2 separate regions of the Mus musculus genome follow, and region 2 is linked to region 1. A link is a contact called in public Hi-C data. All regions are on one chromosome and are shown on one strand. Each heading gives the region's core, a stretch centred on a gene start, on an enhancer-like site or on the middle of the called end of the contact. The rest is flanking DNA. Distances are from core to core; before and after follow the strand shown.

Region 1 (5,817 bases), core at 421-2,920:
ACTCACCACCACAGGTGGCTCAAGCTGTCTCATTCCCTCACGAGGCTCCATGTTTAAGCATGGATTCCAGAGAAGAGCTTTGGGCTCTTTGTCAACATTCCTGGGACTCCAGACCCTGGGTTTCCTATCAACACTGAACAGGAACACAGCAAGCTTGGCTGTCTTCTCCTGGGGTCCAGCCTCAGAGGATGTTCAAGAGCCTACTAGGCAGCTCTATCAAGCCAGGCTCAGCCCCACCCTCAATACATCAATTAAACAAGCAGTGATAGGGAAAATCAAGGAAGGTGGGTGATTCAAATTGGCCACATTGGGAAAAAGACCACATAAAGAGCCCCAGTGGCTCCCTGTACCCTCTAAGGCTACCTTTGGGGTGCTGTTGTGAGACATAGGCTAAAAGAAGGCAAGCAGTGTGTGTAGTTTTAGTCACAGTGCGGTCCTGCTCATAACCAGTCCATTATTGTCTCGGCTCTGTTCTCGCCTGTGTAGTCTGACAAGTCCTCAGAAGCTTGCTGCGAAGCCTCATCCTGAGGACCAGCTCACACTCCAGCTGGCACCTGACTTCAAGCATTCCCTTCTCCCAGCAGGAGATTCCTGGGGAAATCCCAACTTCTTGGGAACCAGTGTTTCAATTGTTTGGTAGTGAAAGGACAAATGTCTGCCATCAGAACGTCTCTGTTCAGCCAGGAGCAATTCCTGGCTCTTTGCTTTTACACCTCTATCTATCTATCTATCTATCTATCTATCTATCTATCTATCTATCTACCTACCTACCTACCTACCTACCTTTCTTTCTTTCTTTCTTTCTTTCTTTCTTTCTTTCTTTCTTTCTTTCTTTTTTTTTTTTTTTGGTTTTTTGTTTTTGTGTTTTTTTTGTTTTTTTGAGACAGGGTTTCTCTGTGTAGTCCTGGCTGTCCTGGAACTCACTTTATAGACCAGGCTTGCCTCGAACTCAGAAATCCGCCTGCCTCTGCCTCCCAAGTGCTGGGATTAAAGACGTGCGCCACCACTGCCCCTCTATCTTTCTTTTTTAAAAAAGTTTTAACATTTATCAATCTATTTATTTAGACAGAGCATGTGTGTGCCTGCCTCTGTGTGTGCCTGCCTGTGTGTATGCGTGTGTGTGTGTGTGTGTGTGTGTGTGTGTGTGTGTGTGTGTGTGCATGAGCTCACATGCCAAGCTGTACATGTAAGGGCGAAAGGACACCTTACAGGAGGTGTCAGCGGGTTCTGGGGATTGAACCCAAGTGTCAGTCTTGGGTGACAAGTGCCCTTACCTGATGAACCATCTCACCAGCCCCACATCTCAAGCTTGAGGGATTTGGTATGAAACTTCCTAAAACACGTCTGTGTCTGAAACATCACAAACAGAATACATGCAGGAACCAACATTAGAAGACAGTGTCAGGTGACCATGTGTAAGAAAGAACCATTTCCCCATGACCCCTTGGACTCAGTTTTCTTTGGAAAGACTGGCACAGGTTGCTTGGTGTTTGTTGTTGGCTCTGAGATGGAGTCTTGTCATGAAGCACAGACTGGCCTCAAACCTGTTCTCCTGTATCAGGCCCGCAGCTGCTGGAGTCAGAAGCAGGCATCAGCACGCCCACCCAGTGCTGTTTTGATTCAGAAAATGTCCTGCCCTTTCTTTCTCTCAGCAGTTTTCTCTAAAGACATTGTGCTGACTATCTGTCTTGTGGTTTATCTGTCTCTTGTCACCAGGATGAGGTCAGTTCTGGTCAGTCTGATCTTACCTGATGGGGTGTGTGTGTGTGTGTGTGTGTGTGTGTGTGTGTGTGTGTCTGTATGTATATGTTGAAAGATGACAAAGAGTTAGTACCAATAAAGCCTTTCTGTCCAGTATTAAGCAACTAAGAATTGTAGATGAGATGGCTTTTCAGTTAAGCCTACCCAGAGTCCATTCTTGTACTTTAATATATTAAACTCTTATTATAATAAATGTAATAATTTTACAATGTTATATTATAAAACAATATAAAATATTACAAAATAATAAATATGATAAAATGCTGTATAAATATATTATTATATAATATATTAGCTCTACAAACTTCTACACAGTGCATAAAGCTCGTGTGCACATTTCTATGCATTTCTAGTCATAGGGTTAAACATACTAAAGTCACCTAAAAATAGTTGTTTACAAAGTGGTCATTTAGAAAACTTTACTATAGACCCTTAAAGAAACCTTGACTCTATTAAGATACAATCAGTAAGAAGGAAATAATTGTATTAGTATAACATAAAATTGGGATAACTAAACTAGATACTAAAACATCTAATCTGATAACATTATTTACAATAGCATCTCTCTGCAATGAACTAATGTTGAACAATAACTATTATCCCAGTAGCACAGTTAACCCTTCTCAATACTGTCAAGACGTATATATATGTCATGTGGGGCAAAGCCTAGAAACTATTAAAGTGTCTCTAGAAATAAGCCTTTCTTAAAATTAATCCTTGAAATTTAAGTTTGCCTTTAAAAGGCAATTTTAAAATTTTTTCCAAGCCTTAACAAAAGCATAATTTAACAATGTAGTTACATATTTTGTAATTTCTATAACAACATTTTTCTCAGCTTTAGTTTCCAAAATTAATATTGAAAGTATCAGACACAAACCATTTTGCTAATAACCTCAAAATTAACATTTCAGTTAGTGAACATTTTAGTTAGGCCTGACTGAGATATTTATTTACATAAATGAATATATAATTAGATATTATACAAATAAAATATATGTAAATATGCCATGAATATTATATACATTACATAATTATGTGTTATATATTATATTACATAATATATAACATACACATACTGTGTAATATATTATGCATAACATATTTAATATATAATTATATATAACATTACATATTATATATAATGCATAAGCAATAGTTTCTATATATTATGTTGCTCCCAAACACTGATACTCATGCATAAATAAATTATATTCACCAGTAATGGTGCTCTTGCCTTGTACTAAGTTCAAAGAAATTTAAAATGATGTGTTATCAGAGGTCCGCTATTTAGTTACTTTCAGGAAAATGAGGGATAGATTGAGGGTTTTTTTCCCCATGTTCCTTTAGAAACAAAATGACACAAAAGAACATTAAACCATCACACGCTCGTAACAGCCTTGTCAACTAGCTGTCTCCCTAGGGAGCACCAAAGCACCCCGACTTCATGTTATCCATGGCTGCACAGGTCACCACAGAGATTCCCTCAGCTTGGTTTCCTGTCAAAGGCTCAACAAAACCCCTGTGACTCAGCAGGGTCCCAAAAAACCAACACCGGTTAACCTTCCCTGTCACGCCAGGTCACCGAATTAGTTCAAAAATCTTGCAAATTGATAAAGCCAGTCACATAAACACTGCAATGCCCAAATTCTTCAACAGAACCCCAGTGGCTCAGAATAAAACAGAAGACAAAGACAGTCACCAAATGACAGTCGTCGAATTGATTCAAAGTGAACAGCAGCTCCACAGAGCCCTGCACTAAAAGGATGAAGTGCTCAGAGTGCCCCACCCACCACAGAGACTCACCAGGGCCAGATTCTCTTGGGTCTGAGACCCAGCCCCGATCCCGTCTCTGCATCACCAGGCGTTGGCTGGGTGGTAGAACAAATGATCTCACCACTGTGGGAACTTTTCAGTCTTTCCTGTCTACTCAGGGTCAACTTGCTACAAGTGACTGATACCCAAAATGTGACCCCTCTCCCGGCTGGCTCACCAAGATTCTTATGAGCATTGATTGCCTCAGAGACCAGACCCTGGAAGCCCAACAAGCTAAACTCAGCCTCACATCCTCGGTCCACCGATTAGACAGACAAGTAATGGTGAGATGCAGAGAAAAGAGAATTGTTTAATGTGGCCACGTTGGGAAGAGGAATAAATGAAGAATTCAGTGTCCCGCAGACCCCAAAGCCCCTTCCCAAGTCCATCTTGAGCAATCTGTAGTGAAGTTCAGGTTTAAATAAAGGGAGGTTTAAATCCTGGTGAGGGTGTGGTCCACCCCTCATTTGCATCAATGTGTAGGCTCTAGATGTGCCTGCAAGGTGCTCTGAGAATTGTTTGAAATGTCTTCTGAGAGACAAATTCCTCCTCTAGCTAAACACAGGCTTCCTCCTCTCCCTTGTCCCAGTGTGAGATTCCTGGAATAATTCTAACTTCATGGGATCGTTGTTTCAACAATCTAATAACCCCAGGAGGGGCACAAGTGTTTATATTCACTTCCAGCCAAGCGTATACAAGGAGAAATGTCATCACACCCCTCCCCTGGTCTGCACAGGGCAGGCCCAAGCCTGGGGACCAAAATGACACCTGTGATGTGCACAGACACAGTGTAGAAGTCCAGGTAGTAATGTGGTAGCAAGAAGACAGGGCAAGCATCTGTGTTCTATGCCTGTGGAGTTTGTTTTTGTTTAAAAAGCATTACTGTTGTGGAAAAATTAGCTTCCATGATCACTCATTCCTGGAGTTTTATCCTCAAAACCCCCAGTCATGAACATCACTACACATAAGAATCGCCTATTAAACTCTATGCGGAACAAAGACCAAGTTACACTGAAGGCTCTCATTGGCCAAAGCATGTAATGACCTCCTTCCCGTCAGTAAAGGAACCAGGAGAATGTCTGCAGTGAATAGAGACATTCCTGGTGCTGCAAACCTCATGAGTTCATGACAGTTTTGAAAACAGCATCAACACGAGTCACCACTGGGGATGCTAAGAACTTACCTTTGTGAAAACTGGTAAACAGAGAGGGACAGCTGCTGAGAAGTACTACAGCCCATAGGACAGAAGAGGAAGGACAGAAACCAGCCTTGCTTTACACCTGTGCAATGGAGCAATTGCACACAAAGGATGCCCTGGGCACTGTAACCAATAGGAACAGCTGATGCGCTAGCATAGGGCTTCTGGCAAACAAGCCAGACCACAGGCAAGACACAGGACCCATACCAGGCCCAGAGCCAAGACAAGAGTCAAGGCATGCTCAAACACAAAATAAGACATAGCTGCCCTGAGGTAGGGAGCCGCTGACCAGACATCTGGGGCACACACACACACAAACACACACACACACACACACACCTGCTCCATTGCCATGTTTACAGAGAAAGTGCCTTCTTAGATCCCCACAATGCATGGTGGGAAAAGCAGATAAAAACTGGGCAAGAGCACCTTCTGCCAACATTCCAGTTCTGCTATAGCCAGGTACCTGTTTGTTCTCAGGGAAGCAAGAGAAAGCAGCCAACAGCCTTCTTGCCTGGTAGGTTCTATAGCAGTACTGAGACTCCCACATTTTTTTCAGCACAAACACATTTGATCCCAGAGACCACTCCCTCAAGGTATAAAGGCCAAACCCACAGTGTCAAACAAATGTAAATCTTTACTATTATCCTCCTTCTTGGTTAATGCCACCCTCCTTCCTTATATAATATCCTGCAGCGATGCAGGTGCCAACTACACTTGAACTTACTGCCCCTCTGTTAGTTTTTCCAAGTTCAGAGTCAGAAGCAAGAAGCCAAATCTGTGACCTCCTCAGTCAGGATTCAGCTCTTGATTTTGCAGCCCTGGCAGACAAATATAAACACACACACACACACACACACACACACACACACACACACACACACACACTGTCCAGGATGGCCTAATACCAGCCTTGCTGAGTCAGGATAGCACGTGGTAGGGCTGGCGGGTGGCCAAGGGCAGGCTGAGGTGCCCTCCTGAGCCAGCCAGCAAGGGAGGCAGTACTGGGGCACTGGCTGTCAGAGGTAACGTGTGAGTGGGAGCCC
Region 2 (5,933 bases), core at 1,012-3,511, 230 kb before region 1:
AGAAACACAATAAATAGCTGTGCTATGTCATCTGGTGAAGATTGTGACCGAGCAGCTCCGGAGTGCTGCATCACAGTGCCCATGACGGTCCCTGGAGGCCATGAAGCCAGCCTCAGATGCGAGGCCACCAGCCCCAAGACCTGCACACCCCCACCCCCATCCCCACCCCACCCCAAGGAGACACAGGAAGGCCTCATCGGAGCATCTGGGCCCTGGTCTCCTTTCAGTGGATGGGTTCTGACCCTCACCCCTTTGGCTTCAGGCTGCGCGTCCAGATGAGGCTGTGGCCGTCCCTCTCAGCTCCTGTGGGACAGGAACAGTCACATTCCTTAGGCAAGAGCAGGAAAGCAGGCCAGTTCTCCAGAATGCATGGAGGATGGAGCACCTCCCTTGAATTTTTATTTTTAGAATACACTACATAATCTTTTGTTGTTGTTGTGTGAGGTTGTGTTCGTTTGAGACAAGGTCTCGCATAGCCCAGGCTGGCCTTGAACTTCCTACATAGTTGAGTTTAACTTTGAATCCCAGATCCTACTGCCCTCTCTCTCCCAGTGTTTGGCACCATGCTGGCTCATATCTTTATTTTATAGTGCTTGGGCTGACGTGTAGTAACACTATATTATAAAAGCCTCCCTTTAAAGTGGATGCTTTTGTGGTTTAGAGATATTAATAGATGTATAGCTATAACTACAACATAATTTGAGAACATTATAATCACCAACACTTCACAAACCATAATCCTTAACTATTTCCCCCCAAGTCTTCCGTCCTAGTTTCCAGGAACCAGGGTCACCTGTCTGGGCATCACCTACACGTGACCTTCTGCATCTGGCTCTTTCACTGATGCCTCTAAGCTTCATCCATGAGGTAGCAATCTAAGACCTCATGTTTTTATGGTAGAATAATATTCCATTGGCAGATACGCCTCTTTTTTGTCTGCTCATGACCAGTGTGCACACTAGTGTTAAAATGCTATCCAGATATGGGTGTGTGTACCATTTCATGTGTGTTTGTGGCCCCGGTTCTCTCCTCTACTCGGGCGTGCACTTGCTGTCTAATATTTTTAGAGGAATCAGCAATGTTTTCAAAGTAAGCGCATCACCATAGCATCTCCGGGTTTCTCCACACACCTCACACGCATCTCCAAGCATCATCTGCGGTTCCAGTCGGCTCAGTGACTGTCAAGTGTGAAGTGTGAAGAAGTGTGAAGTATCTCACTAGTACTGACTCCCACTTCCCCAGCAATGCTGGATGGGTCTTTTTTATGTGCTCATTGGTCATCTGTGTATCTTCCTTGGGTGTACATGTCGTCAAATGATCAAACAATTTCTGCTATTTAGTTCTATTGTTGAGACTGACCATTGGCTTCAAGGTATCACCTGAACTCCAGATTTTTGGCTCCATATGATAGAAGTATATGGTGATGAAGGACAGAAACTAAAACTTGTTGTTTTTTTCCAGGGTCGGGAACTTTATAGTCTATTGGCAAATGCTGCTCACTTAACCCTCACAGGGGTGCATGTGGGTGCAGGAGATAAGGTCCATCTGTCTTTACTGATTCTGGGGACCATGGGGCTGTCTTGAAGAGCTTAGAGTGTGTCTACTGCTCCACCATTCAGGAGGAGTTCGTTTATTTGGCTTTATCATTTTGATAATTTCTGGGTTTTGTTTGTTTTCTGGTGTCCGTGTGGAGATGGTAGAGGCTATGCACTTCCACTCACCTATGCCAGGAAGCACCAGGATGGCCAGTGTGTTAGTGGATGCTTTTATAGATAGCCTCCTGGTAGCAGAGCATTTTCTTTTATTGGAGGTAGGGAGCAAGCAGCAATGTGGGAAAAGCTGCCGAGGTGTCTAGGAGAGGGCTGTCTTCTCTGGCATGCCGGTGAGATGGTCAGGGCCAGCAAAAGTTCTAGATGAAGCTAGCCAGCCATCAGGGTGCATTCCAGGTTTCTAGTCCTATAAAGTGGAGTCCTATCCCTTCTCACACCTGCCATTTTCTGATAACAGAATTTTAGGTGTGTGTGTAAAATTTTACTTCTATGAAAGGTTGAGGCACCTATAAGACATCGTGGCACACAATTTTCATCCCAGGACTTGAGAAACGGAGGCAGGCAGATCTCTGGGAGTCCAAAGCTAGCCTCTTTACAGGGTAAGACCCTGTCTCAAAAACTAAACAACAAAAGGCCAAGTCACCTAAGAAGAAGGCCTTCCTTATCTGGTGCAGCCTGTGTCCCTCACTCTCTCCCGTGGACACACAGAGCTAAGGTTCTGGAAATGCCTAAGATGGCCTGAAAGGCTCTTAGCAGGAAGCTGCCTCCCCACCACAGCACAGCTGTTTCCTGTCTTTCACGAAAAGGAAAAAACTCCAGAGCCTCTGACAAATCACCCGTAGGCCCAGAGGTGAACACTGGAGGAGGTGGGGTTGCCCTGAAGAAGTTCCCCTACCCCCACCCACCCCTTGTAGGGCGTACTTGTCCAAGAGCCAAGCTGGCAACATCCCACATGGAGTGTGGGCTGTGGGTGGTAGCTGCAGGGCACGGTTTCCAAGCAGAATAGCCGTCCCTTATGTCTCTGTCTTAGCCTCTCCCTCTCTCAGCAGCTTCACCATTTCCTTTATGTAAAGGAGAGAGAGCAAGATATCCCAATGAGAAAATGAGAGGCTGAGTGGGGAGTTTCTTCCAAGTATTTTCTAGACATTTTCACTGGAAGAAAAAAAAGACAGCCTCGAAAAAATCAACCGTGTGGAAAGGACGGGAGGATAACGAGACAAACAGCCAGCAGAATCAGGAGAGAAAACACAGTACTCAGTAAAAACTCTGGACTCGGTGAAAAGAAAAAGTCATCTTTGCCCTTAAAGGCATCCTTGAATAAAACCAAAGCAGAAACGTTAACAATAAGACATAAACAAATGTTTGGCAAAGGTAGCAATACTTTTTAAAAAAAATTTTTTTAAACTTCCAATATACTTGGGGGAAAAAATAAAAAAATTAGTTTTGAATCCAGGCAGGGTATGCATGCTGGTAATTGTAGCAATTGGGAGGCGGAGATAGATAGAAGGATTTGGGTTCAAGACCAGCCTGACCTACATAGTGAAATCCTGTCTTTAAAAACATCCTTTGATAACTCATTTACACAATGTCAATGACTTATTTTCTACAGCAGCAAATGCTAATGCTCTGTAATTAACCAAGGTTTGAAACAAAACGTTCAGGCTCTCAATGAAGTTAAAAGTGGATTAAATTTCCCTAGTGCTTTGCTAATTAGTAATTGCTTTCTCTTATACATCTCTGCAAATGTGCTTGTCCCAATGGCGCAGGAACTTAGAAGAAATGTTCAAGCAAGTAACAGGAGGGTCATGTGCTCGGAAGTCGTATAAGAGCTAAGTTTAGTGCTTATGGGGACAGTGGGGACTAAGAGGCCAGGTGTCACTGGGAGGAGGTCTGAGGAAGGGAATCTTTGGGCTGGGTCTTGATCAGGGCAGGAACTGTGTCCTAGCATACTTAATTTGGTATCTGTATTTTCCCCTAGAAGAGACTTGGTTGGTTCTAAAAACAGCATCCTGCATAAGGACAGTGAGTGACAATTTAAAACCCCTAATAATTGATTCATTGAGACATCTGTAAGGATGATGACAACAGAACTGAATTGCTCTTAACTTTCAATTAGGAATTTGCCAGTGATTTGGGTTAGGTGGAGAGGAAGGGTTTAGAGTATTAAGTTTTCTGGCAAATTCTTCCTGGCTATTTATGTAATTTTGGTCCTGGATTCTGAGTGGAACAGCTACTTCAGGTCATCACACAGTTTCATACTGAGGTTTGATGGATACAATCTGATCGAGTCACCAATTTCACCAGACTCTCCCCTGAACCTATAATCAATCAGCCGAACTCATTTTTATCTCTGTATAAATAAATTTGGGAAGGGAGAAGGGAGAATCCCCCAGGCTTCACTATGGCTTCCATGATTTGAAACATTTACCCACTGAGTAATGTACCTAAGGCAGTGGACAGCCAAGAATCCGGGAGCACACACCAAGTGACTCTGATGGAGTCAGGAACTTTAGATAGCTGTACATTCACAAGAAAGTGTAGTAGGAACAGCAGCAGTGAGGTTACCTCTATGGGCGGGCTTACCAAGGGGGTGGGGGTGGGGGGCGCAGCCACAAAAGCATCTCCTGCAGGAGAACCTAACTGAGGACTGCCTGAGAGACCAAGGATTCCTGGCACAGAGAATGCCAGCCAATCAGGAACTGCTGTTTAGAAGAGATGCTTTCTCACCAATGGGACATAGGTGGAGGGTACTAAAGGAGCTTGCAGCAGTGCTCAGATGAGCTTGCTGCAGTGTTTCTCACTTGCTCCTGGGGTCTGTGTCATTGACTCTGTGCCAACTCATCCCCAACCCCCGAGGGCAGGCAGGGTCAGGTGGTGAGTTGTCCAGGGCACAGGCGTCAGGAAAGTACTGCAGGTACCTTTTCTCCAGGTGTGTCTGCGCTTGCAGGGATGGCTGGCCACGGCAGCCCTGTCCTCCCGCCGTCTCTGTGCTCTGTACCGGGGCTCTGAGCTTCTGAGTCTCTCTGGGAAGACTTGATTTTGTTTCTGCACCTTCATAAATGCCTGTTCTCTGCTCTTCCTGTTTAGACTCCAGAAAGGAATACACACATTCTTTCGTAGACCAAGATTATGGGACAGAGAGCTTACTCTGCATTCCCAAAGGGAGCCCATGTGTCCTCAGGCCTGGCAGGCTCTAGCTAATATCTGGGCTCTTGTTTGCTTCCCATCGAGAGACATTCAACAAACGTTCCTCCCCATCCCTGTCTACCAGGGAGTGGGCCCGGAGCTCATGAGGTGAAGATGCCAGGCTCCTAAGGGAGAGTTGAGATGACATCCAGGAGGCAATGCTGAACAGAACCTCAGAAGGAGAGGAGGGCTGACAGTGAGAAGAGGAGGAAGGCCCAGCGCCCATGGGGAGAAGCATGGCAGCCAGAGGCCTGAAGAGCCTAAGGTGTCTTGAGAGTGCTAAATGCTCGACCACAGTCCCAGGCATATTTTAGAAAGACCACTGTGGGAAGAGGCAGCCTCAGTTCCAACAGGGCTTCCAAGGTGGGTCTTGTGTGGCGCAGCCTGGGGTGAGTGCAGTTCAAATACGGCAGTTCCCTCTCTTGATGCAATAGATATCCTACACGTTCCCTCGTGTGAATGTGTCCTTGTGGCAATGTACAGAGCCCTTAAATGGCATTCGTTTTGTCTCTATTTAACATCTGTCATAGATTTTACTGGTGTCATATTCAAGGAGACCCACCTTTTCCTTCAGGGGGGCCCTCTCTGGGTGACTTGTTTGCTTTCTCTATTTTCTACTGAGTTGTTAGTCTCTGCAGACATGAGTATAAATTGTTGTTGTTTTAAAACATAAACAGTCATTGTAACCTTATTAGTAGTGACCAAAAACAAACCAGAATGCTCACTGATAGGTGAAATGAATAGTTTGACATCTAGGAGAGGGTGTCACTCAGCAGCCCAAGGCTGACACAATGCTGTCCTTAACAATGCCAATCTAGACAGGTGTGGTTGTGCACACTTTTAATCCTAGCACTCGGGAGACAGAAGCAGGGAGATCTCTGTGAGTTCAAGGTTAGCCTGGTCTACATAATAAGTTCCAGGAAAGCCAGGGCTATGTAGAAACCCTTTCTTTGAAAAACAAACAGACAGCAATAAAACAAACCAATGTCACTCTGCAGGACATGCGTGCAGTCCCAGAGCCAACCACATCCAGTGTGACCTCCAGGGCCTGGCTGTCAGGAGGATTCCTGCCCAGCACCAGAGGAATAGGAAGCAAAGGCTGTGTGCACCATTGTCACTAAGGAGATGGTTTCAGTGTGGGACATGTCAAACCCATTAAACTATATCCCTTAAGTGTAAGATATTGCTTATCAAGTA

What was found. Hi-C and Micro-C count contacts between places; a contact is called where the count stands out from the background.
Region 2: a Hi-C map of bone marrow-derived macrophages shows a contact between it and region 1, with 25 read pairs. The contact joins two enhancer-like sites. A contact is called at or near these places in 1 of 484 Hi-C or Micro-C datasets (bone marrow-derived macrophages) and 1 of 115 datasets of contacts at active chromatin or transcription factors (microglia).

Annotation. Positions count from the first base shown.
Region 1 is chr8:13,506,949-13,512,765 of GRCm38.p6, reverse strand. No RefSeq gene overlaps it. Among named protein-coding and RNA genes, the nearest start is that of Gas6, 15 kb to the right of the region's middle. Within about 2 kb of position 1,670, at least 7 of the 459 cell types and tissues checked have an H3K27ac peak or open chromatin away from gene starts, as enhancers often do. A contact at or near this core is called in bone marrow-derived macrophages, where this site is marked.
Region 2 is chr8:13,737,024-13,742,956 of GRCm38.p6, reverse strand. It overlaps Cfap97d2 (CFAP97 domain containing 2), which reads right to left. Exons shown (of 4, transcript NM_001101519.1): 4 at 1-303. The coding sequence ends at 297. All of the region lies in intron 1 of Gm46032 (a long non-coding RNA gene), which reads left to right. Among named protein-coding and RNA genes, the nearest start is that of Cdc16, 18 kb to the left of the region's middle. Within about 2 kb of position 2,261, at least 96 of the 459 cell types and tissues checked have an H3K27ac peak or open chromatin away from gene starts, as enhancers often do. A contact at or near this core is called in bone marrow-derived macrophages, where this site is marked.